4 separate regions of the Mus musculus genome follow, and all the other regions are linked to region 1. Evidence: chromatin contacts called from public ChIA-PET and promoter capture Hi-C data. All regions are on one chromosome and are shown on one strand. The core of a region is the stretch at or near the end of the contact, and the rest is flanking DNA. Distances in the headings are between cores, read along the strand shown.

Region 1 (6,182 bases), core at 1,850-4,349:
AGGTGGAAATTGCAAATCTGAGGCCAGCCTGAGCTATACAGTAAGATGCTGCCTAAAAAACAAACAAACAAACAACAAAACAAAAATCAGGAACTATGGCTGAAGAGATGGTTCTGCGGCCAGGAATACATTCTACTCTCTCATAGGACAGGAGTTTGGATCCCAGCAGCCCTGTTAGGCAGCTCACAACAGCCCACAACTCCAGCACCTTCTGGTTTTCTCAGGAGCCTGCACCACTTGCCTGTACACATACACAGAAATAAACAAAACCAAAATCACGGCAGCTAAGGCCAGGGCCGGTGACATACCTCAGTGGGTAAAGCTGCCAAACCTGGTGACCTGAGTTTGATCCCCAGTGCAACATGGTAGGGAACATGGCTCTGGCTCCTGCAAGTCAGACTACCAAATACAGGCAAGCACACAAAATAAGCCAATCGGGAGGGGGCACGGGACAATAATAACGACAGTAATTACATAGCCTTTGCATGACCCTGGATTGGGGAGGCCTCAACTGTAGACTTACAGTGCTAAGACCGGAGCGGATTCTGTAAAAACATAAAGCTGAACTTGATGGTACATGTCTGCTGTCTCAGCACTGGGAAAGCTGAGGCAGGAGGACTGCTGCCACCCTAGGCTACAAAGTAAGACCTAGTCTCAAAAAAATGAAAATACTCTGTGATAGCTATACCTGGTTGTCCATTTGACCACATCTGGAATGAACTACAATCCAGAAATGGAGGGCACACCTGTGATTCAGTTCTTCAGGCTGAAAGACACAGGCTTTTGATTTAGATCTTGAGGCACAGTGGCCATGAAAAGCTTAGGCCCTAGCCGGGTGTGGTGGTACACACCTTTAATCCCAGCACTTGGGAGGCAGAGGCAGGTAGATTTCTGAGTTCCGGGCCAGCCTGGTCTACAGAGTGAGTTCCAGGACAGCCAGGGCTACACAGAGAAACCCTGTCTCGAAAAACCAAAAAAAAAAAAAAAAAAAAAAAGAAAGAAAGAAAGAAAGAAAGAAAGAAAGAAAGAAAAGAAAGGTTAGGCCCAGGCAAGGAAGGTAAGTGTCTCCTTGTCTCCTTTAATCCCAGGAGACAGAGGCAAGCAAATCTCTGAGTTCAAGGCCAGTCTGGGGCAGAGCAAGTCCCAAATCCAGGCATGGTGGTAAACATAGCTTCTGCTGGAGACCTGCATAAGGACAATGGGAAAAGGGATGGTTCACTCTTCTTTGCCTGCTTGCTTTTACTTGCCAGCACAGGATTCAAGCTTATACAGAAGACCAGCTAAAATACCCAGCCTCGTGGGACTGAGCAACTACCAGATTCTTGGACTTCCCATCCATAGTTGCCCATTGTTGGGTTAGTTGGACTATAGACTGTAAGTCACTCCAATAATTTCCCTTAATATATAGAGACATTCCATAAGCTCTGTGACTCTAGAGAACCCTGACTAATATAGAAGTTCAAGATTCAACACCACAGCAAATTTAAAAACCACAGCCAAGGCTGTGGACTGAGATCTTGTCTTTTTTTTTTTTTTTTTTTTTCTGGTTTTTCTGGAAGCTCGTCCACCCCCGAGCCTTGTACCTGATAAGACAATGGGCTGACTCTTAAGACTCTTCCAGGAGCTCTTACCTAGTACTCCCTTGTTCCCACCCTTGTTTTGGAAATAATGGTCTAACCAGCTCAGAGTTGGGATAAATGTGTGTTGGTTATAGGGGGCTGGAGGAGTAGGGACATTAGGCATTTATCAGAAACAGATACAGACACAGAGAGAAACAGAAAGTCACTTAGGGCCAGGCAAGGGATATAGCTCAGTGGCAAAGCACTTGTCTAGAATGCTCAAAACCTACGATTTGATTCGTAGTACTGGAGTGAGGGAAAAAAATTCAAGAAGCTGGTGCAAGCCAGTCTTTTCATTTACCATCAAGCGTTATGTCTATGTGCTGTGTGCAAAACTTACAAAAGATAAAAGGAATTCATTGAAGGACATGATAGCCACTCCTAGAGAGAGAGTAGGCAATGGAAAGAACCTGAACCTAGCCAGGCGTGGTAGTACATGCCTTTAATCCCAGCACTCCGGAGGCAGAGGCAGGCGGATTTCTGAGTTCGAGGCTAGCCTGGTCTACTGAGTGAGTTCCAGGACAGGCAGGGCTACACAGAGAAAAAATCCCGCCCCCCGAAAAAAAAAAAAAAAAAAAAAAAAAAAAAGAAAAGAAAAAAGAAAGCAGCGCACCAACACCTGAGTCTGAATGGAAAAGTAAATTGAAACTAAAAGTGTCTGACCAGCGGGCGAAACAGCACCCCAGACCTCCAGCGCCGGAAACTGTAGTGGGGCTGAGGAAATGGTAGAGAAGAGTGCTTGTGTTCCGCTACAAGCACAAGGAAGAACTCACTTCCAGTCTTGCCTCCCCGAGTATCGGCCACGCACGAGGTACACGGACATACATGCAGGCAAACCAATACACAAAAAATAAATAATTATGAAACCACCCCCCCAAAACCCCTCAAGCCTCTCCTCCGCTTCGTTTTCTCTTTCTGTGCGAGTGGGCGCACGCGCCACTGCTGCACGTGGAGGTCAGATGCCAACTTTGCGGAGTGGGTTCCACTTCCACCCGCTTGGCTCTTTACTTGCTGACCGTCTCGTCTTAGTTTGCACCGCTGTTTCTTGACCTGCAAAAATGGTACACACTGAGGTTCCCACAGATAGGACAGACTTGACTCCTGCCTCAGAGTTGAGGGACAGTGAAGGGAAGCAGCAGCCATGGATCAAAAACGCCAGTGGGCTTGGTAAGGGCTGCACCAAGCCCTTAATGTCTTCTCTTTCACGCCGAGCTGCAGACCCGAGCTTCCGCACGAGCGGGAGGCATCGTGCAAGGTCCCGCTAGAACACTTAGAAGAAGCCCTTTAAACGCTCCTAGAACACTTAGAAGAAGCCCTTTAAACGCTCCTCTCCAGCTCGAGGTGCCATCGACTGCTCGGCGCTCTACAGATCTGGGCCCCGGGGGTGGGCGGGTCCGTTTGCCCTCAGGTGGTATAACAGGCGCCGCAGAGACCCAATAGCGTGGGGCATCGGCCCACCCCTGTCTTCTGATTGGCCAGCGTCTCTGTAAGCCTCTCGAGGCGCCGGGAGCCGGACTTCACTGTACTTGCCTCGGAGCGCTCGGTCCTTCGCGTTTCTTCCTCCTCGACTCTGCTTCGTCTGCCTCCGCCATGGCCCAGTGAGTGACCGACACGCGCAGTCGGGCCCGGGAGACTTCCGGGGCTGAGCGTGGTGATGGCGGGGCTCTGCTCAGTTGTCTCCCTGTTCTCCTCAGCCCCGGTGGTCGCCTGGGTCTCCTCGCGCAGCCCTGACCCCTGCACCTCAGGGTCCCCGCCATGGCCAGCGCAAGCTCCGCCACCCCTTCGTGGGAGCTTGCGGCTGCGACGGGCTCGCGGGGAAGGAAGGCCGCGCTGGGTCGGGGACGGCCCACGCCCCTTGTGCTGGCCAGGCCATAAGGAACGACGGGCAGGGCCAGGGGCAGGGCATGGGTGGCTTCGTGTGCCCGGACGCCCTTTAGAAGGAACTTCCATGGAACTGTGGGGTGCAGGGTGCGGTCGATCCTAGGTGCATGGTGTGAGCCGAGAAGGGTGCAGGCTGCCAGTCCTAATAAAAGCCACTAAGTAACACTAATATCCTTTCTTTGTGTTTGCTTTATTGTTTTTTTTTTTTTTTGTCATTTCAGAGCTGACATTGCACTGATCGGACTGGCTGTCATGGGCCAGAACTTAATTTTGAACATGAATGATCATGGATTTGTGGTAAGTAGTGAGGACACGTTGCCTTCCCGCTGAGAGCTGTGATTTGTTTTTCAGAGATCCCAAGGCATCACTCAGTAAGCACTGTTTGGTGTCTTTGTAGAAGAATTTCTGCTTTAGTCGTGCTCCCTCTGTAGTTAAGGGAAGAGCCTCCTTGGATAGAAATAAATATAAAAGCAGTGGTTCTCAACATTATGATTTATAACACTAGCAAATTACAGTTATTGCGTAGTTATGAAAATAGTTTTATGATTGGGGGTCATCACAACACGAGGGGCTATATTAAAGGGTCGCAGCGTTAGGAAGGTTGAAAACCATAGATGTAAAGGGACCCAGATCTTGGAAGCTGTAGCTAGGAAAACTTGGGGTACATGGAGATTGTTTTTCTTTGTAGACAGCAGCTTGTCTCACAGTGTTGTCACACTGGAGTCTCAGGGCCCTCTCATCTCAGCTTTCTGAGTCCAGGGTCAGAGGATCCTCCTGCCTGTGGGCTCTGAATGTTCTTTCTAAATAGTAGCATGGCTTAGACACCAGGATTACCAGGGACAAAGGACCCAGGTAGTAGTGACAGGCTCAACCTGATAAGCAACAAGTGGCAACCGCCTTTCCCTGGGCTCTCTGCTGTGACTGGACTTTGCAGAGATTGCCTAGCACTTAAAAAGAAAAGGCAGGTCAGCTCTCGCTAGACCTTGGACAGAGTAGACGTTTCTCTGTTGCTGCATCTACCACCCGAGGGTCATGTGTGTGCCAGATCCTCTGACAGGCCTTTTGTCCTTCCAGGTCTGTGCTTTCAATAGGACAGTCTCCAAAGTCGATGACTTCTTGGCCAACGAGGCGAAGGGCACCAAGGTGGTTGGTGCACAGTCCTTAAAGGACATGGTCTCCAAACTAAAGAAGCCCCGCCGGGTCATCCTGCTTGTGAAGGCCGGGCAAGCCGTGGATGATTTCATCGAGAAATTAGTAAGGCCAGCTCGGTTCTCGGATGCCGCCCGCAAATCCCTCTAACTGTCTCACTTCTGAGATGGTGGTCTTCAGTGTCTGAGTACAGACTGATGGGTTCTGATAAAGTGCTTGAGTGTTTCAGGCTTGGTTGCCTTGACAGGCACTTATGGAATAGTATTTTTGTTTTGTTTGTTCTTAGTTTTTCAAGACAGGGTTTCTCTGTATAGCCTAGGCCTTCCTGGAACTCACTTTGTAGACCAGGCGGCTCAGACTCATAGAGATCCCCCTGCCTCTGCTTCCTGAGTGCTGGGATTGAAGGTGCGTGCCATCACCGCCAAGTTGTGTTCTCTGTAGAGAGGGGTTTTTTGTTGTTTTTTTGTTTGTTTGTTTGTTTTTTCATTTTATTTTATATAAATGAATGTTTGCCTGAGTGTGTAACTGCACCACATACCTGAAGTGCCTGATGAGGCCAGAAGAAGAGAGTCAGACTCCTTGGAATTGGAGTTAGTGGGCAATTGTGAGCTGCTATGTGGATGCTAGGAATTGAACTCAGGTCCTCTGCAAGACCAGCCAGTGCTCTTAACCCTTGAGCTATCTCTCCAGCCCTTATTTAAAATATATATATATATATTTAGTATTTGTGTGGGGGTAAGCATGACACATTGGATGTGGAAGTCACGGGGACTTTTTTTGTCGGAGTTGGCCCTCTACCTCCACCGTGTGGTTTGTGGAAAGAACTCAGGTTGTCTGGCTTAATGGCAGGTGCCTTTGCCTGCCGAGCCTTCCCACTGGGCCAGGGTTTTATTTTATTATTATAGTGTGGGGTCATGGGAGCATGCAAGTGGGGGTCAGAGCACGACTCTGTGGAGTCAGTTCTCTTCAGTCTTTGCTTTGGCTCTCAAGCACCTCAGGCTTGGGCCATGGGCTTGTCCAACAGTGCTTTCCCCACTGAGCCAGTAGTGGCCCACAGGGAGCTATTCCTGGGTGGTCGTAATTCTAGGACCGTAAGGACATTTCAGTCAGATTTGTGAAGAGGAATAGCACTTGAACAATAGTCGTCTATTAATGTCTGCCTATCTTTGACAGTCTTGTGGGTCCCGGTGGGGTGGGTGTGTGTGCCCTGTGTTCCTGTTGTGTTCCTGTTGTGTTCCCAGGCTCAGGTGCTAGAGACCTGTTGTAGAGCCTCGTGCATGTCCATGCCAGGGAAACACAAGCACCCTAAGCCACATCCCAGCTGCTTTTCCCTTTTGCTTGTTTTTTTCCTTCTTCTTTATTTTTGAGACAGTGTATCACTGTGTTGTTTGGGGCAGGTTGAAAACAGTGTTTCCCTTTGCAGCTCTTACTGTCCTGGAACTCACTCTGTATACAGACCAGGGTGACCTCAGGCCCACAGATTTAGAAGTGTTGCAGTGTTTCTCTTAACCTGGCTAGCCCAAATAATTGAAA
Region 2 (6,182 bases), core at 2,069-4,568, 480 kb before region 1:
ACAGTGGGCTGGACCCTTCTTTATCAGTCATTGATCCAAAAAATAAAATGCCCCAAGGGCTTAACTACAGGCAATCTGATGAAGGCGTTTCCTCAGTTGAGGAAATTTCCTTTTTCCCAGATGACTCCAGTTTGTATTAAGTTGGCAGAAAACCACCAACACAGTAGGTCAAGCCAGGGCCGAGTCAGGGCTGACCCCATGGCTGTATACTTCCTACAGCCTGCCTGGGAGGTCTGGATCCTAGTAGGGCCCCATCTGGTAGACTTTCAGGGGTACTGATGGTTGTGGGGTCCTCATGGCATCCTTGTCCTAGCAGTGGGCAGGGCCAGAGTGGTCCAGTTTGCTGGGCCTACTTATGCTGGGTGGCAGATACGTGGTAACCTTCCTTAGTCAATCCATGTGTCCCTCATAGGTGTCCACACATGCACACATGCGCGCGCGCGCGCGCGCGCACACACACACACACACACACACACACACACACACACACACGTTCCTGCTCAGTCTGTGTGAGCTAAGCTTCCTTGCACATTGTGTAAATGCTTTCATCCCACGTCCTCCATCTGTGATAACTGGAGCAGAGAGTGACAGGCCACCAGCCTAACCAGGGCATCCCCTGAAGGTCACATGACACTCTAAGGCCTCTGACATTTGAGTCAACGGGTGGACCATCTGGGTTTGGGGGTCTGAATACAGAGAGAATTTAGCATCCTATTGGGCTTCATTCTGGATTGCGTAACAGAGCAAAGTCCCTCAGTGTCACTCTGCTGTGTGTGGTTTGTCCAGGACTCTCTGGCACTGGGGAAGACGGAGGAAGAGGCGCTAAAGCACTTCCGGGTGAAGTTCAACGAAGCTCTCCGAGAAAGCTGGAAAACCAAAGTCAACTGGCTGGCGCACAATGTGTCCAAGGATAACCGACAGTAGGAGGCGCCCCCTGGTGGTCATACGGCGGTTCCCTCCTGGCTTTCAGCCCTAGAGGTAAAAGGACAGTCCTGGAGACCAGGCATGTCCAGTGGTCACCAAAGGGACCCCAGAGCCTGAACTGTCCCTCATGGGGAAGAACCACACCACTGCTTCTTGTTTACACTGGTAATTTATTTATGACTCGAAATGTTTAAGGAACAGAATAGCCATAAATGGAAGTGCATTTCTGTGCAGGGGAGGGGTGATGTCCTCATGATGTCATCCCCGGTCAGCACTGTAACAGCACCTTGAGGATCGAACCCCTAGTCTTCCAACCTGTGGGTCTTGGCCCAGCAAGGACAGTTCTTGGGGCCTTCTTCCCAGGCTCCCAGCAGGCTGCCTGGAACAAGCCTGGCGGTCACCTGGTGCCTCCATCCTCAGCTCACCTCCGGCCACCGTTGTGTGGCCTACCCAACCAAGCCTCCGGCAGCTCTTGAGGAAGCCAGGAGCTTCCCTCTAGACTCAGGCACACTTGCTCGGCACTGCTGAAGCGACCTCTTGGGTTTGGGTACGGGAACGCCCTCACCTCTCATTTGCGGGTAAGAACACGATATGTAGACTCTGTCCCTTACCCCGATGGCTGGGGTAAGGGACCTGGCCTCCACTACAGTTAGTGTATTCCAGGCCTTGAAGCACTCAGACCGGTGCCCCATTTAGCTCCGTGTGGTCACGAATCAAGACGAAGGGCCAGCCAGAATTGAAGTCCTCTTCGAAGTTCGTGTGAGGGGCACACAAGGCAGCTTTATGGACGGACAGGACTGATCTCTTCCAGAGCTGAAATCGCAGAAGGCAGCTGGGGAGCTAGGCTCGAAAAGTGTGAGCAAGGACGAGAACGGAATTCAGTGTAGTCTGGGCAGTCAGAGGAACTCGAGAAACGCAGTCTCGGCCTCCTCCCAGGGATCCAAACGCCAGCCACCCGCCCGGCTTTTAGAGAGCCCAGCTCAGGGGTCGCACATGCTTATCGTCCCACCCCAAGCACATCTCCATGTATCAGCTGCCACCTCAGGACCTGGATCTCCCGGTAGCATTCTGAGACTTTGAGAACCATCACCGCTGTCTCGCCAGCAGCCCAGAACATGGCTCAAGGAGCCCCTTCATGTTGATGAGCCCAGGGTCCAGCAGTGAGCGGTGGTGCCTCCGCAGCACCCGCTGAACCCCTAGTCTGCCCCACCAACTCTGAAATAGGAAACGTGTCTGTGTGTGTGTATGTATGTATGCCATGTTATTTATTGAAAAGAGTCTAGGTGCTCTCTGGTGTGGCTGCAGATTCTGCACAGGCTCGGCCTTTCTGGGTTGGGTGTGTACTTGGCTGGAAGACGGGTTTTTTGTTAAGTTTTTTCCTCTCATTGATGGGGGCTGAGACCAGTTTGTGCAACCTTGACACAACAGGTAAAGACAGGTGAAAAGAAATAAAAACGTTTTTATGTTCTTAAGTTCTTGGCTCAAATAACAAGGGGACTTGGGGGGATACAGTGTACTGGTTGAGCCCTTGTCTGCGAAGTGCAAAGCTTCAGGTACATTCCTTAGTACCATAAAAATTAATAATCCTTGCCCGGCATGGTGGACATCTGTAATCCCAGCACTGAGCAGGCAGAGGCAGGAGGATTGCTTTAAGTTTGAGCCCAGCCTATCTTCATAAATCCCTCAACCCCTGCCCCAACCCGTACCCAACAAACATGACAGAATGGACCCCACTCAGGCTGGAGTTAGAACCAGAACTTTATTATAACGCATACACTTTCTGACCTAGTGTCGATATACACATCTTAAAGGGGACCCTGCGGCTACTGACACGACAGTGTCCCTCTCTTCGTTAGCCTGTTTCCATCTAAGAAAGCAGCTACAGGGGACAGGACATGGGAGGGCGGCCACAGACAGCACGGCGGCATCCTTCGAACTAGCAGCAACAGCAGCGAGGACTGGATGTCCCAGCTGGAGCAGTCTAAACTCTTGACTGTGAATGAAGAGCTGTGCTGTGTGGGTGGTACCTGCTGTCTCCTATCTGCTGGGTCTTAGATCTTAGCCCAAACCCAACAGCACGCGGCATCCCATGGGGCCTCTGGGGAGGAGAGAAAAGATTGTTCTGGAGCATTGTAGCAGTTTATCTTTGGGCCTCGGGGTCTCCTTTTGGTGCTGTTGTGCAGACTTGCTCAGAACCGTGGTCTTCCAAGCGAGGAGCCTGACCGCCTGCACCTTTGCTGTCCGTTCCCAGCTACACCATTTCACCAACAGGGAGGCTCACGTTAATAAGCAGAAACCATGTGGCTGCCAGTCACAGGCGTGTACAGGAAAGGCCAGGGGCTTTGGCAACATCCTGGCTGTTCCCAGCCTCTAATGTGGTTGGAGGCTCGTGGGGCTGGCCCCCCCAGACAGCACTTGAAAGCCATGGCCCCGGCCACGTGGCTGTACGGAAACCCTAGCAAGGGTGGGCCCCAGTGACTTGGGCCTCTCCAACCTGGTTTCTTGGGAGGGAAGAGGGAGGAAGAGGCCCTCCTGGCCCCGCATTCTGACTTTACATTCCTGTCCTGGACTACTAGCACAGAGGACACACAGAATCCCAATTTATTTACAAAATATTAAAAAGTCGGTTGGCCATCTACATATTAACCCCCTCTGCTCTCCCACTTTATACATGCACTAGTTTGGGAAAAAAAAATAAAAAAACTTTTAAAAATAAGAGAAATGGTTACTGACTGCGTGGGAGTAATTTTTCACCCTCTGTCGACAAGTCCGCTCAGTGCGGCTTCTCTGGAGGTCCCAGGTGCTGGTGTCCTCTCCCTGGCCGACAGGGAACTCCAGACACACTTGGGGTCTGAGGTGCTGTGGGGCCCCTGCCCTGGGGAGGAAGCGCCAGCTTCTAGCAAAACTGCAATGGTGATGGGCGGGGAGGGTGGAGCCGGTGGTCCCACACACCAAGCACGGGAGGACTTTGAGCAGTGGGGGAAGGGTCTGCAGACCTGCTGGTCAAAATGATTTTGTACATCGTGGACCCGTGGGGCTGGGAGAGAGTCTGGAGAGCAGGCGCTGAGTGCGGGTTTAGTAGCTGAGTGTGGAGTCATCCCATTCCAGCTGTCGGGTGGCATTCTGGCCGTCTCCGGGGCCTCCTTCCTCCTCCTCACTGCTCTCAGACTCGGCACTGGTGATGTCTTCCTCTTCCTCCCCATCTTCGCTCTCCTCCTCCTCCTCCTCCTCTTCCTCCTCCTCACTGCTGTGCTGGTCCTCATATGTCTGGCAAAGAGACGACGGCGTAAATCTAGCCTGTAGCCCCATCGCCCAGTGTCTATCTACTAAAAGCCACAAAGGAAAACACAGCCAACCCCACAGTGACAGAAGGGCCTGAGTGGTACTGGGAGTCGCCTCGCCAAAGTGACCCGGCAGGTGACGCTCTCATTAGCAACATGGATACCACTCACATGGGATGGGGTGCTCAATGCAGAGGGGCGGAGCTTAGTCCTGTCATACCACGGACATCTTGGGGTAAAGAAGCCAAGAGCGTCAGTTGCCTGCCTATGCTACTCACGGAGGCCTTCAGCAAGGGCTTCCTCATCTGAAGGTGACCCCCCTAATCTAATCTCACTGACCCAACCTGCAAGCACATGACCAGGGTCTGGGTCTCCGTGGCGCTTTGTGGTTGGCCCTTCTGTGCCTACCTCCATGGGGTTGACGGTGATGGTCAAGGCAGAGTCATCCCAGTCCATCTCATTCTCCTTCCCCGTGTCCTGGTCCCGCATCGTTCGCTGATGTGCAGCCCGGATCCGAAACACCCCCAGGATGATCATGAAAACCAGGAAGCTGACACACACCACAATCACCACTGTCGCCGTGCTGGGGACAACTGCCATGGGGTTTGAAGACCAGACACACAGCTTTTGTGACGCTGCTTACACCCAAAGAGCTCCCCCCATCCCATCCCTCCTTGGCCTCCTCAACTACTCTAGGTAGGTCAAATGGAATGTGTCAGAGTGCTTCCTGACTCCTAAACCCTAGGAGGAAGCCCTAAGCCTGCCTTCGCTCACTGGCTGCTCTGTGGCAGTGGTGAGCGAGCTTCCTTGTGTAAGTGACAGCATTGGGGTAGTTGATGGGCAGTAGTTGTGAGCTACGCTTGCTACCAGGTTTGTGTGTATGTGTGTGTGTGTGTGTGTGTGTGTGTGTCTGTCTGTCTGTCTATCCATCTGGACCCTACATACCACAGCATCCTGACCCACGTGCTTTCCCCCGTCCTACCTGCAAACGGGTGAGGATTGGCCAGGTTGTGACCAGACAGGTCCACAAAGGATCGATGTTCAGGGTGGACGAACTGTGGCTGGGCAGCCATGTGGTTGGCATGTTCCACGGGGTTGGCTGTGTGGATCACATTCACCTACAGCAGAGAGAGTGTCACTAGGCACCCCAAGTGTACCTGACAGGTGAATAGACGGTCGGCAGTGCTGCTTCCCAGTCTCCCAGCTCCAGGCTGGGGGCAAACAGTGACCAGAAAAACATCACCTGTTTACAACAGTGTGACAGTGTCACATATCCCAGAAACAGTGTGTCCGATGGCTCATTTGTAGTGTAGCTTACAAAAGAAGGCATTCACATCAGAGTAGGAAGCCACCCTGGCCTTAGGCGACAGCTCAGATCACCTCTTCCCATTCTTCTCACCAGCCACCCTTTGGCTCGAGTACATTTAGTCTCCTCCGCCCACCACTTGGATCAAGGTGGAGATGGCGGGCGGGTTGCTCAGAATTTATTTCTTCAGACCTCGGAGGCGCTGGCCCATGAAGTCAGCTGCGGCAGAGGCCACTGAAGGTGTCAGGGCAGAGTGTACTGTCCTTTAGCTGCTGTGGCCTCAGAGTGACTGTGGCAGTGTTGGCACTCAACAACCCGGGACCCAAATGTCCCTGTCAACGGGGCCGGTGGTCTGACACAGCCACCAAGACCACTTGGTTTCCTGGGGGCTCGTTCACAGACACTCTGTCGTCACACTCCAACTCTGCTCCTCAAGGCCTGTATGTCTACCCTGTGGACACAGCCAGCCAGCCCTGCTCTGAGCCTAAATAAGTCGCCGCCATGAACATCTGAAACCTTGGGAGCCCGAGTCAGGACATCTGATTACTTAATGTTCGCCCTTTGCGGTGGGCGCCCTGGACTCACCTCCACCTTGAACTCATTGCTGAGGTAGCGACCATTTAGTTCTGAGCAAATGAGCTTGAACTTGCGATCCAGCAGGGACCTGGTGT
Region 3 (6,182 bases), core at 2,311-4,810, 290 kb before region 1:
TTGGTACAGGAGATGAGGTTGCAGAGATGGGGTTAGCCTTGAACTCGTTTGGGGCTATCTAAGGAATCGAAAGATACTCCTTGCCTTGGTGGTATCGTCTCCTGACAGCAGGAGGGGAGGGAGGGGTGATGGGAAGATCACCTTCTTGCTCCCAGGTCCTTCTTGGATCAGCATCAAACCCCATCAAGTGAGAGAGAGTTCCCACCCATGTGACCTCGTCATTTCCTGTCCAGTGTCTGTTGAGGAGGAGTTCTACACATAGGTTCAGAGCCTCGCCTTTGTCTAGAAGTTTATAGTTGAGTTCCTAGTGTTAAGCACAGGGTATGGAGGCAAATACCGTCCTTCTTTCCTCTCCTCTCCTTTGCAGTGATAGTTTCTGATCCTGCCTAGAGGGAAACTCTTGGAACTGACCAGGAGGAAGGTGATTCCGGAGCCTATGATTCAGTCAAAGCTCCGTCCCCTTCAGCAGCAGTCCAGTCCAGTCTTGAATAGGTGGCCTTTACTCAAGCTGGCCCGAAGCCAGGGCAACTGGCACAAAGGCTAAGAGTATTATTAGTTACTTCTGTGCCTTTCATTTTTAGGCCAGGCTTTAGAACAATATGATCCTTAAGGTTAGGAAGTAGCTACTGTTCTTTTTTTTTTTTTTTTTTTTTTTGGTTTTGAACCTTTAATGAGAAAAAAAAATATACTATGGAGCTCAAGTACACGGTGGTCGGTGAGTCACTGGGGGGAGTTTGGGGGTCACACATGACACGTCTATTTAACAGACCGTACAACAGAAACACACAGTCAACAAAATACCAAAGTGGCGGCTAGCAAGGTTACGTCTCAGTCTCCTCATCATTCAACAGCATATTGGGGATCCCGCGGCTGATGGGGAAAAGACGACCAGATTCTGGGCATTGCAGGGTGCCCTCCAGTACATCAACCTCAAGCAACACGTGGTGCATCTTCCTCAAAAATGTCTCGTCGTGCTCATAGCCTTCAGTCGGCTCTTTGGGTACCTCGGCCAAGTTTAAGGTGTCCGCTGCCTGCACAAGCGCCGCCCACTCCACTTTGGGGATCATCCGCGCCACGAACTCCGGGTTGAACTCCACGGGGTTGATGCGGACCTCAGTGGCCTGCAGGCGCAGCGGGAAGCCACGCGTGCCCACGCCCCGCACATGGGAGCTTAGGAGATTGTGGGTGAGCAGTTTCATGTTGTCACAGCGGAGCGCGTGAGGCCGGAACCGGAAGGCGTAGCTACTGTTCTTTATGCGTCCTGTTCCAGACTCCAGAAATTTGGGCAGAGTTCACAGTTATGGATCCCTCAAAGGTCAAGGAATGTCTATGCCATTTGGTGTAAGAGATTCAAACGCTCTTTCTGAGCAAGTTGATCCCACCTTGGCTTCTCAATACAAAGGGCATTTCTCCCTTGGAAAAGGTCACATTCAGTCAGTCAGTCAGTCAGTCAGTCAGTCAGTCAAGCATTTATTGAGCATTTGCTGGGCAGAGTGCAAGACCCGGGGACACTGTCATGGTAAATGACGTGAACCCACAGTCATGCCTTTCAGTCAACAAACAGGGAAATGGACGAGGCATGGACTAGGAGAGGGAGAGGGAGATGGAGACAGAGAGGGAGAAGACATAAAACATATGCAAATTATAAACAGGTTTTTGGGGTTTTTTTGTTTTTTGTTTTTTTGTTTGTTTGATTGATTTGGTTTTATTTGGTTTTTCAAAACAGGATTTCTCTGTGCAGTTCTGGTCATCCCGGAACTCATTCTGTAGATCAGGCTGGCCTTGAACTCAGAAATCTGCCTGCTTCTTCCTCCTGAGTGCTAGGATCAAAGATATGTGCCACAACAGCCAACCTGAAAAAAAAAAGTTAACAAAGTTGTGAGTTTTTGTCAGTGCTAGCTGTGTCACCATGGGTGTCCATGATGCCTGTTAACTGATGTGGAAGGACCCTGTACCGTTGGCAGAGTTTAGGTCTTGGAGTGTGTGACAGGAGACATGAGTGGGCCCAGCACAGGCAGGCATTTCTGCTTTTGACTGTGGATGTCTGATAGCTTCACGTGCCTGTGACCCTGGCTTCCCTGCAAGGCTGGACCATAACTTGGAATGGTGAGTTAAAACAATCCCTTCCCCGATAAGTGGCTTTTGTATGAGTATTTCATCACAGCAACAGGTAACAAAACTAAGACCCACCCGCTTGCTTTTACGGTGCAGACACAGAGCCCAGGGCCTCAGTGCAAGCTCTCTGTCACTGAGCTGCGTCTCCAGCCTGGTTTCCAGTTTCCTTCTTTTGAATTTTGAAAGGTTTAGGACTCTGGTGGAAGTGATGTCACCTAACTTCTGAGATCGCTTTGTAGGACACAGGGCAGCACCTTTGTGGTTCTCTTGGGACTCTTAGAGAACTCAACCTCCATGCTATCTGGGATCCCTAACAGTCCATAAAGAGCCTATAGCTTACCAGACCCAGCCCTCAGCTCTTTTTTTTTTTTTTTTTTAAGATTTATTTCTTTATTTCATGTGTGTGAGTACACTGTAGCTGTCTTCAGACACACCAGAAGAGGGTGTCAGATCCCATTACAGATGGTTGTGAGCCACCATGTGGTTGCTGGAAATTGAACTCAGGACCTCTGGAAGAGCAGTCAGTACTCTTAACCACTGAGCCATCTCTCCAACCCCTGGCCCTCAATTTTCAAGTGTGGACAGATTTCCAGCTAACACACAGTCAAGTCTGACCAGCTGGTCTAACCTGAGCAGGGTAAAAGAAATGAGTTCCTGGGCTAAAGAGATGGCTCAGCGGTTAAGAGCACTGACTGCTCTTCCAAAGGTCCTGAGTTCAAACCCCAGCAACCACATGGTGGCTCACAACCATCTGAATCAAGACCTGATTCCCTCTTCTGGTGTTTGAAGGCAGCTACAGTGTACTTACATATAATAAATAAAATAAATCTTAAAAAAAAAAAAAAAGAGCTGGGCGTGGTGGCACATGCCTTTAATCCCAGCACTCGGGTGGCAGAGGCAGGTGGATTTCTGAGTTTGAGGCCAGCCTGGTCTACAAAGTGAGCTCCAGGACAGCCAGGGCTATACAGAGAAACCCTGTCTTGAAACCCCCCCCCAAATAAATGAGTTCCTATTTATTAGGATGGCTAGGTGCTGCATATACATTGATGTATGTGTGGGCATGCGTGTGTAAATCAGAGAACAGCTGGTTTTAAACATTTATGTTGACCCAGTCAGTATTTGATGCTGGGAGCTGAAAGCCATTCGTTTAGTTATTAACATCTAAGAATAAGGGATGACCTGGGTCACACCCTGGGCTCAGAGGTGTTTAAAGTTAAACTAAAGGAGGGAGTCACAAGGGAAACAGAGGTTGCCAAGGTAGGGTGGGGCAGGAGAAGGGATGGAGCCAGGAGTACGTGGGAAAGGAAGGAAGGAGGGATAGCCAGGGCTCCACACCCCCAGCTTCCCTGTCCCCTCCTGCAGTCCCCTTGGGCTCCATCCTGGCTCCGCCCTCGCCCCATTGACAATATAGGGCACCACTGCCTGTGACTCTTGGGCTTTGGCTGCGGACAGACACCAAACCATGCCAGCAGACCTCAGCGGTACCTGGAATCTTCTCAGCAGCGACAACTTCGAGGGCTACATGCTGGCCCTGGGTAGGACTTAGGGTTGTGCAGCTAGGGGGAGCTAAGGTTGGGGAGCAAGGCCTCGGGCCTCCGGGATTGAGTGAAGACAGTTTGTCCTGTGTGTTCCAGGTCCTTCTGTCCCCTGTGGGTTATGTTCTCGCTGGTCAGCTCCTGTCCTTGTCCCAGAGTCTCTGCTGCTCTGTCTTTCTTCTGACCCCCTTGTCTCGTCTGTCACTCATCCCATCTGTCGGTACCTCTCTGCGTTCCTCGAATCTCAGGTGCTTATGTACCCCTGCCTATCCAAATCTGCGTGGATATGTGGGATACGGTTGGGAGCGGCTGGGGCTCCTAGGGGCAGGGCGGGTCCTGGCACTGGAAACCAGGCAAACAGCAGCTGCAGTCTGCGTGAGAATTCAATTTCCCCGCCAGAGCTGAGCCCGCTTGGCTAATGGCCAGTGTTCGGAGTTCAAGGCTACTCCTGCAGATGAACCGGCAGAGTCAGCCTGAGCTGCCCATGTGTGTGGCGAGAGAGCAGTGCCCCACACCCTGAACCCTGTGGCCTCCAGTGCATGGGTCCACGAGAGAGGGTCTGATCACTGACCCTGCTTCCTAAAAGACTCTCGGTATGGCGCTGACCGGGCAACTTGCTCTGGCTCTATGGATTTGACAGATTTGGGCAACTATTCCTGCATGCAGAGCATCCTTGCCAGGGCTTGTATTGGGATTTATTTGTTCGGGTTTTTTTGTTTGTCTGTTTTGAGATAAGGTCTCACGTTGTAGGTCAAGCTGGCCTGGACCTCACTTTGTAGACCAGGCTGGTCTCAGACTTCAGGAAATCCTCCTTTCTCAGTTTCCCAAGTATAGAGATTAGAGACCTAAGCTACCATATCTTGCTGTACTGGGTACTTGAAAAACTTCCTTCAAGTACATAGAACAGACTTCAAAACCCCAGTAAGTAAAAGCAATTAAAAAAAAAATCATCCTTCTTTAGCGGCTAGAGAGGTGGCTTAGTCATGCACATGGCAGCGCACAACCATCTGAATGCCCTGTTTACAGGGAATGCGATGCCCTCTTCTGGCCTCTCTGGGCACTGCATACATGTGGTGCACAGATATGCCTGCAGGTAAAATTTATACAAGTTCTCGTGAGTCAAGTATGGTGGTGCACACCTATGATCCAATATTTGGAAGTGGAGGGAAGAAGATCAGAAGTGTAATGTCACCTTTGCCTGTATAAGTTCAAAGACAGCATGTGTTATGTAAAATCCTGCTTTAAAACCAGCTGCTCTCTGAGTTACACACGCATGCCCACGCATACATCAATGTAAATGATTAAAATAAAAAATATATATAATAAGAACAATAACTTTGCAGGTATTGACTTTGCAACTCGTAAGATTGCCAAGTTGCTGAAGCCACAGAAAGTGATTGAGCAAAATGGGGACTCCTTCACCATCCAGACGTGCAGCAGCCTCAGGAACTACCTTGTAAAATTCAAAGTTGGAGAAGAGTTTGAGGAGGATAACAAAGGCCTGGATAACAGAAAATGCACGGTAAGGGCTTAGGCAGCAGCTAAGGGCTAGGGCTCTCACTTAGCCAGCATGAGGCCCAGGGAAGATTACTAGCACCTTAGAAAAAGAAAAACGAAAGAACATAGGCTTGGGGCTGGAGAAACAGCTCATCAGCTAAGAGCATTTGGGCTCTTGTAGAGAATGGAGAGTTTAATTCCCAGCACCCACATGGTGGCTCACAACCACCTGTAACTGCAATTCCAAGGACCTCTGTGGGCACCAGCCATGCACATAGTACACATACATGCATGGAGGCAACACATAAAATTTTAAAAGATCAAAATGTAACCTAGGCTGCAGATCTCAGTTAGCGCTTCACTCAGTCCACCCGGTAATGTTTAAGGATCCTGCCATAGTGAAACACTGTTTCTCTCTCCCTCCTTGCAGAGCCTGGTTACCTGGGAGAATGACAAACTCACTTGCGTACAGAGAGGAGAGAAGAAAAACAGAGGCTGGAGCCACTGGATCGAAGGGGACCAGCTCCACCTGGTACTGATCTGTCCTGATCTTTTGAAAACATTTTGGGGGAGGGGTGGGAGGAGAGATTTAAATCACTATTTCTTTACTTGTATTCATGTGTATGTATGTGTGCCTATGTGCCTCTCTCTCTCTCTCTCTCTCTCTCTCTCTCTCTCTCTGTGTGTGTGTGTGTGTGTGTGTGTGTGTGTGTGTCACATGTATGCAGTGCCTTCAGAGACCAAAAGAGGGCACTAGATCCCCTTGGAACTAGAGTTGCAGGTGGTTGTGAGTGTGGGGAACTGCACCCTGGTCCTTTGCAAGAGCTATCTCTCTATCCCCTTGTTTTTTACTATTTAAAAAAGTTGTCAGCCGGGCAGTGGTGGCGCACACCTTTAATCCCAGCACTTGGAAAGCAGAGGCAGGCAGATTTCTGAGTTCGAGGCCAGCCTGGTCTACAGAGTGAGTTCCAGGAGAGCCAGGGCTATACAGAGAAACCCTGTCTCGAAAAAAAACAAAAACCAAAAACCAAAAAA
Region 4 (6,182 bases), core at 1,612-4,111, 260 kb before region 1:
TTTTTAATCTTCTTACAGAAAAATGAAGCAGCATTCCTGTCAAAGAACAAGGGAGCCTTTGGAATTTGTCATGATTTCTGGCCATCACCATATGTAACACCCCTGATGGAGTTCAAGCCTTAGAGTGTTGTTAACTACTTGAATTCCTCCTGCTTGGCTTCAGCCTGATCTCCACAGGGTTACATGTGGTTGCTAACCCCAGGAAATATAAGCCAGTGTGGCTGACTCAAGCCCTGTTCTGTTCTTGTATTTGTGAACCACTCATACAGCATTATGGGCAAAGCCCTACACAAGACACAGGTGAGCTGGTCAGTTAAGGTGTACTAGTCATGACCTTACCTGTGACTGACTGACTGACAGACAGACAGACAGACAGACAGACAATGGGGGGGAGAAACACAGAGAGCTAGAATAAAGTTACATATACAAAAAGGCTTGAGGGGCTGGTGAGATGGCTCAGCGGGTAAGAGCACTGACTGCTCTTTAGAAGGTCCTGAGTTCAAATCCCTGCAACCACATCGTGGTTCACAACCATCTGTACAGCTACAGTGTACTCATATACATAAAAATAAATAAATCTTTAAAACAAGGCTTGAGAGAAATAAGCAATATCTGAGGAAGACTATTTATTATTATTATTATTTTCTGTCCTACAGGGCTTCATAAATACTTAGGCAAGCATTCTACCACTGATTTATAGCCCCAATCCTGGGCAAAGGAAAAAGCTGTGTTCTTCTGGTAGACAGCATGGTAGGTAAAGGCACTTGCCATTAAGCCAATTGATCTGAGTTTGATCCTCAAAGCCCACACAGTGGAAGGAAGAACCAATTTCTACAAGTTGATGTCTGACTTTGCAAGAATGAGGGCCTGAATTCTATCACCAAACCCTATGTAAAAATGCCAGGCTTGGAGGCTTGCAAGCCCCAGGCTGGGGAGGCGGAGACAGGAGGATCTCCAGGGCTTACTGGCTAGCAGTCCAACCTAACTGGTGAGCTCCAGGCCAATGAGAGGCCGTGTTTCAATAGAGGTGGATGGTGTTCCTGAGATGACACCAAGGCTGTCCTCTGTCCTCCACACACACACATATATACATAGATGTACACCTCCACAAACAGGAACATATCCATACATATACTTGATAAGCAAATTAATGCAGCAGTGAGGAAATGACATCAAATCTAAAACCTAAACACTAAGAAGGAATAAGCCATGCAAAGTCCAGGAGAAGAGTCTTTGGGACAAAGGAGACAGCAAACGTCAAGGCCTCAAGGAGGAAAAACTATCTTTCTGAAGCCCAAAAAAGCAGTGCAGTTGAGGCCCCGCAAGAGTAGTTACCAAATGTTCAATTTATTTGATGTGAAATGTGCAGAGTAGGTAAGTCCGGGGAGCCAGAGGACAGATCGGCTATCGGAAGTAATGGCAGGATGAGGAGGAATGGTTATAGTGTGTTGGATGGCTGGGTGGGTGATTAAAATGTTCTGAAATTAAAGAGCAATGATGTTAAAGAACTCTCACTACCCTAAAGCCATTGTATACTTTACTTGTGTGATTTAATCTGAGGCTACATGGCAATTATCATGTTTTCAGAAAAACAATGTAATTGACATCAGTGTAACTAGGGGTGCAAAATGGCTTACACAGAATTCATTTCCTGGAAAGTAGAATGCAGTCCTGAAAAGCCTGCAGCGATTTAATTTTACTCACAGACTCTTTGCATATCTAATAGTCATGTTCCCATTTTTAGCATGTAGCAAACAAATTGTAACTATTTTAGTCACTTCTTGTCCCCTTGGATAAGATCAACTGTAACTCTTTTAAACAGGAGTGGAATGTTTAAGATTATAGTTCAGCTAAGAGTAGCCGGTAATGAACCCTAGCACTTGGGAGGCAGAGGCAGGCAGATCTCTGTGAGTTCCAGGCCAGCGAGACCCTGTTTCAAATACATACATGTATACACATATACATACATTAATGTTATAGTTGGGTAATCTGTGATGGTGGTGCATACCCCAGCGTTCAGGCAGGATTTCAAATTTGGGGCTATCTGAAATACATAGCAAGATTCTGTCTCAAGAACAATTAAGAACGAGATGATTATGGCTTTTGTAAGCCATACGATATATACTTTGTGGCAAAATCTGGATTTTCACGGTTCTGTTAGATTTTTCAATTTGTATTTATACATTGATTGTAAAGTAAGTTTTTGTTGTCCGGCCGAGCTGGCATTACAAAGGGTTAGTTACTAAGTCATTGTTCAATACATTTCTCAATAATTTGAGTCTCTACACCCTTAAAGCAGAGCACCTCTCTAAAAGAACAAGGTAAAATAAAATTAAGATCCTGTTAGTTTTCTTCCATGGGTTTTCCTGGGGGAGGAAAAGAGTGGGACAAGGTATTTGCAGGATGGTGCTAAATGCTCCCTGCAGAAAGCAAATGTGTTTCCGATTCCTCAGTTCTTCTAATGTCTGTAGCCGGCTTGCAGCATCCTGGAGGATTTCCAAGTCACTCCACAGCAGGATCCACATGGGAACAAACTAGCACCGCAGAAACCCAAGGCGCAGGGGAGAGCCCGTGGAAGGGCCATATTCGGATTGGCACATCCTGCCCTCAGCAATTCTACCTGGGCCCCGCCCACCGCGCCCCTCGCCTCCGCTCAGTCTCCATGGTGACTGTCCGCCCCGCCTCCTCCTCGTCTCCTCTTAGCAGCCCCTCTCGCCCCTCCCCCCGCCTGGCGCCGCTCAGGGAAGAGGGGGTGGGGCAGGGGGCGGGGACAGGATGCAAGCGAAGAGGAAATCGGCGGCGCGACGCCCGCTGCTTATTGGCTGGCGAATCCCAGAGCGAGAAGCCCCGCCTCCCCGGCGAGGGTCACGTGACCCCTTTCAAAGATGGCCGCCCTGTTGTTTTGATGAATAATTCTTGGTGGGGCGAGGGGGTAAGAGTAGGGTTGGAGGGGTAGGAGGATTTACGCTTCCAGCGAGGGCTTCGCCAGTCCCGTCCCTCCCCTGCCCCCCACCGGGGTTCTCGCGTGGAGGCGGGGCGAGCCTGGCCTGCTTTTAGAGGGGAGGGGCTTCCCGGTCCGGTGCTGGGCTCTGCCTGGGCTGCTGTAGGGTCGCCGCGCCTCGGGGGCATCCAGTGTGCAGTGGAGCTGTTCCCGCCTGGGCCCAGGGGTGGGACCCGGAGCAGGGTCTGCGGGAGAAAAAAACGCAGCTGCCGCGTCACCGCCACGAAGACACGGCGCGCAGCGGGCACGAGCCGAGCTGGAGACCGCGCCGCCCGCCCTGGGTAACCTGGGAAGCTGAGGGGAGTCAGTGGCGCCTGGAGAGGACCCCATAGCGGTGGCCGTGGCCAGAGGCGGCAGCTCTGGGCGCTTGCTGCTGGAGGAGGCTGCGGCGGTGCGAGCGGCCGAAGCCAAGGCGATTCAGTGCCTCGTGTTCTTAGTTTTTAACCTCTGACTATGCAATTCTGAAACCTCCCCCATTGGGGGACCAGACAGCCCGATAGATACCTTCCACTCTTCCTTTGCTCCCGCCCTGGTCTCAAGAACTGAAGGATCTCTCTAACGCCTTTCACCATTAAGAGGAAAGCGATGGAGGAGCTGAGCGCTGACGAGGTGAGGAGGCTGGGGCGTGGGGGGGGGCACCTTGAAAGGATTACTTGGCAACTCTTTGGCGCTTTGGATGGGGACAGATTTTTGCCCTGGTGGTGTCGGGCTCTTGGGATTGGGGAGGCAACGGAGATGGCATTTTCAAGAATAATGAAATATAATGGAAGTAGTCATTCATCATCAGGTTGGCTGTATTGTAAGAAGCCCTTGGCTCCACTTTGGGCTACCGTCTCAGTATGTTTACTCGATCACTAAAATTCTCCAGAGATAGAGAATGCAAGAGGGTCTCTCGTTTTATTCTCCTTTATTCTCTCTCGTTTCTTCATTCGGAACTCCACTCGCTTTTCTTTCTTTTAGGGTCTGAAGACGGGGGTGGGGTGGTGAGGAGCATCTTGAAGGTGTTCAATCTTTTTAAAAGGGTGTTCGAGAAAGAGGGGCGCGATTTAGATCGTGGTATATTGTGTGTGTCTGCGTCGTCGGGGGTTTTAAAGAACAATTTTGCATAAAATCATGATGTTTAATGGCAGTTTTAAAGGGAAGGATTTGAAATCCCAGATACATGTGACCATTTCATTGTAATAAATTATCAAAGGTACCTTTGTGTTTGAGAGGTAGTTACAGATTCCTTGAGATTTAACATTAACAAAGTGTATATACTTAATAGTTAAAAAGATTCCAGTTAAATTACACTAATTTAACAGATTCCTAATGACTTCTGGTATTATGTTACTTTTGTCAGGACCCCTCCCCCTCAAACTTGGGTTGTACTGTGTGGGATCATCAGGAAAGCAGAGGCAGTTAGGGAACTAGGGATTTCTATGCCTCAGTTGATTTTTTTTTTCCCCTTGTCGTTTTACAAATTGAAAGCATTCCTTTCGAGATCCCAGCTGGCTTAATTTCTTCCCCTGCTTCCCGTAAGCTTCCCCTGCAGTATTATGAAAGTAGTCGTCATCTGTCATCAGGTCGGTTGGAAGAGGCCGGTGCTCCACTTTTGGCTATGGTCTCCTCATGTTTATTTACTCACTAAAATTCTCCAGGGATGGAGCATGCGCGTACGTGGGTGAAGGGTCAGGTAGGGGGGAAAAAAAACCAATCTTGTGACTTGTGATATTTCAGTTGTTAAGTCAGAATTGCTAATTTTCAGTCAGCTAACTTGGTTTTCCTCAACTACAGCAGGAGTGTAATCTTAAATCAGAAAAGCCCTGAGTAGTTTCAGGAAATATCAGGAGATCAACTTAGAAATACTTGGTTTTATGTAGTTTAAAAAAGCATCCTCCCATTTTCCTTTCATTCTAAAGAAACACAATCTGTGTTTTTCTGTAGCCCTTTACTTCTAAAAAGTACTATGCTTTGTAAAAGTTCTTGGTTTAGCGACCTTTACAGATTTGATCTTCGTTAATTTTTTTTTCAAACCACTTAATTTTGACCAGACTATACAGACTGGTCAAAGATACCGTATAATCTGGAAGGTATCTCTTTATTTTGCTCAGTTCTTGAGATGGTGTAACTCTCTTAGTGACCATAAAAGGAACACGTATAACCTTTGTGGAAGAAATGGAAGAAATTTTTTTTCAAGGTCAACAGAACACTAAAATGTATATGAAAAATTAAATTCACTAAAGCAGGATTAGTATAAAGGTATTTTCAACAAATTAGTTGGCTTGACTACAGTGGCAGTACAATTAATTACTGGTCATTTTATTCTCATTAGAAGCCAGAACAAAAATCTCTTTAAAAGCTTTTTTTTTTTTTTCTTTTTTGACTCTCACTGTAGCCCAGGCTGGTTCCAGCTCACAGACCCCTACCTGCCTCTGCCTGAGTGTGTACCAGTGTGCCCAGCTTTAATCCAGGTCCCTTAATTCAGAATTAGGTGTGCATTTCTCAACTGAGATGTTTCCAAAAGTGCTTGTGCCCATTTTTGGTTACTCTGGTAGTAGAAACTTATATGACAGATGTTGTAGGTGATGTTGATTTGGTTAAAAAAATATATAACACTCCGGGCGTGGTGGCGCACGCCTTTAATTCCAGCATTCAGGAAGCAGAGGCAGGTGGATTTCTGAGTTCAAGGCCAGCCTGGTCTACAAAGTGAGTTCCAGGACAGAGAAACCCTGTCTCGAAAAATTAAAAAAAAAAAAAAAAAAAAAAAAATAAAACACATGTGTCTTACAAGGATACATTTTAGAATTAAAACACACTGACGGGGCTGGTGAGATGGCTCAGTGGGTAAGAGCACCCGACTGCTCTTCCAAAGGTCTGGAGTTCAAATCCCAGCAACCACATGGTGGCTCACAACCATCTGTAACGAGATCTGACGCCCTCTTCTGGTGTGTCTGAAGACAGCTACAGTGTACTTACATATAATAAATAAATAAATATTTAAAAAAAAAAAAAAAACAAAACACACTGACGTGATCTCCTCACTGTAAGTTAGGAACTTGGATTAAATCAGAGTTTCATACTTTAACAAAATGAAAATATATGTGAATACCATCTAGAAGAGTAAAAACTGGTTTAACCAGACCAGGTCCCTCTCTCGTGGGTCACCTTGAGTTCTTTTACTTCTTTCTGTGTATTTGAA

What was found. ChIA-PET counts read pairs in DNA pulled down with a chosen protein or histone mark. Capture Hi-C pulls out chosen DNA fragments and counts their contacts.
Region 2: a contact with region 1 is called in an RNA polymerase II ChIA-PET map of memory CD8 T cells, with 12 read pairs. The contact joins the enhancer-like site here to the promoter of Pgd in region 1. A contact is called at or near these places in 3 of 39 promoter capture datasets (cranial neural crest, frontonasal cranial neural crest and maxillary cranial neural crest), 1 of 484 Hi-C or Micro-C datasets (olfactory sensory neurons), 6 of 115 datasets of contacts at active chromatin or transcription factors (bone marrow-derived macrophages, embryonic stem cells, large pre-B cells and 2 more) and 4 of 9 other capture datasets (adipose tissue, embryonic stem cells, liver and 1 more).
Region 3: a promoter capture Hi-C map of liver shows a contact between it and region 1. The contact joins the promoter of Rbp7 here to the promoter of Pgd in region 1. A contact is called at or near these places in 3 of 39 promoter capture datasets (cranial neural crest, hippocampal neurons and neural stem cells), 3 of 484 Hi-C or Micro-C datasets (the C2C12 cell line, the G1E-ER4 cell line and embryonic stem cells), 15 of 115 datasets of contacts at active chromatin or transcription factors (the 230-238 cell line, the SCID.adh cell line, astrocytes and 10 more) and 4 of 9 other capture datasets (adipose tissue, embryonic stem cells, liver and 1 more).
Region 4: a promoter capture Hi-C map of adipose tissue shows a contact between it and region 1. The contact joins the promoter of Ube4b here to the promoter of Pgd in region 1. A contact is called at or near these places in 5 of 39 promoter capture datasets (the C10 cell line, cranial neural crest, erythroid cells and 2 more), 3 of 484 Hi-C or Micro-C datasets (B cells, CD4 T cells and forebrain), 12 of 115 datasets of contacts at active chromatin or transcription factors (the NIH/3T3 cell line, the SCID.adh cell line, astrocytes and 9 more) and 4 of 9 other capture datasets (adipose tissue, liver, macrophages and 1 more).

The regions. Positions count from the first base shown.
Region 1 is chr4:149,163,622-149,169,803 of GRCm38.p6, reverse strand. It overlaps Pgd (phosphogluconate dehydrogenase), which reads left to right and starts at 3,099. Exons shown (of 13, transcript NM_001081274.2): 1 at 3,099-3,217; 2 at 3,722-3,797; 3 at 4,575-4,754. The coding sequence starts at 3,210.
Region 2 is chr4:149,645,382-149,651,563 of GRCm38.p6, reverse strand. It overlaps Clstn1 (calsyntenin 1), which reads right to left. Exons shown (of 19, transcript NM_023051.5): 16 at 6,097-6,182; 17 at 5,188-5,323; 18 at 4,614-4,798; 19 at 2,665-4,191. The coding sequence ends at 4,000. Pik3cd (phosphatidylinositol-4,5-bisphosphate 3-kinase catalytic subunit delta) reads left to right here. Exons shown (of 22, transcript NM_001164052.1): 22 at 787-2,396. The coding sequence ends at 924. Among named protein-coding and RNA genes, the nearest start is that of Mir7023, 7.1 kb to the left of the region's middle. Within about 2 kb of position 3,318, at least 56 of the 459 cell types and tissues checked have an H3K27ac peak or open chromatin away from gene starts, as enhancers often do. A contact at or near this core is called in memory CD8 T cells, where this site is marked.
Region 3 is chr4:149,452,346-149,458,527 of GRCm38.p6, reverse strand. It overlaps Rbp7 (retinol binding protein 7, cellular), which reads left to right and starts at 3,560. Exons shown (of 4, transcript NM_022020.2): 1 at 3,560-3,650; 2 at 4,994-5,172; 3 at 5,578-5,679. The coding sequence starts at 3,578. It also overlaps the pseudogene Trmt112-ps2.
Region 4 is chr4:149,423,310-149,429,491 of GRCm38.p6, reverse strand. Ube4b (ubiquitination factor E4B) reads left to right here and starts at 2,861. Exons shown (of 27, transcript NM_022022.3): 1 at 2,861-3,610. The coding sequence starts at 3,587.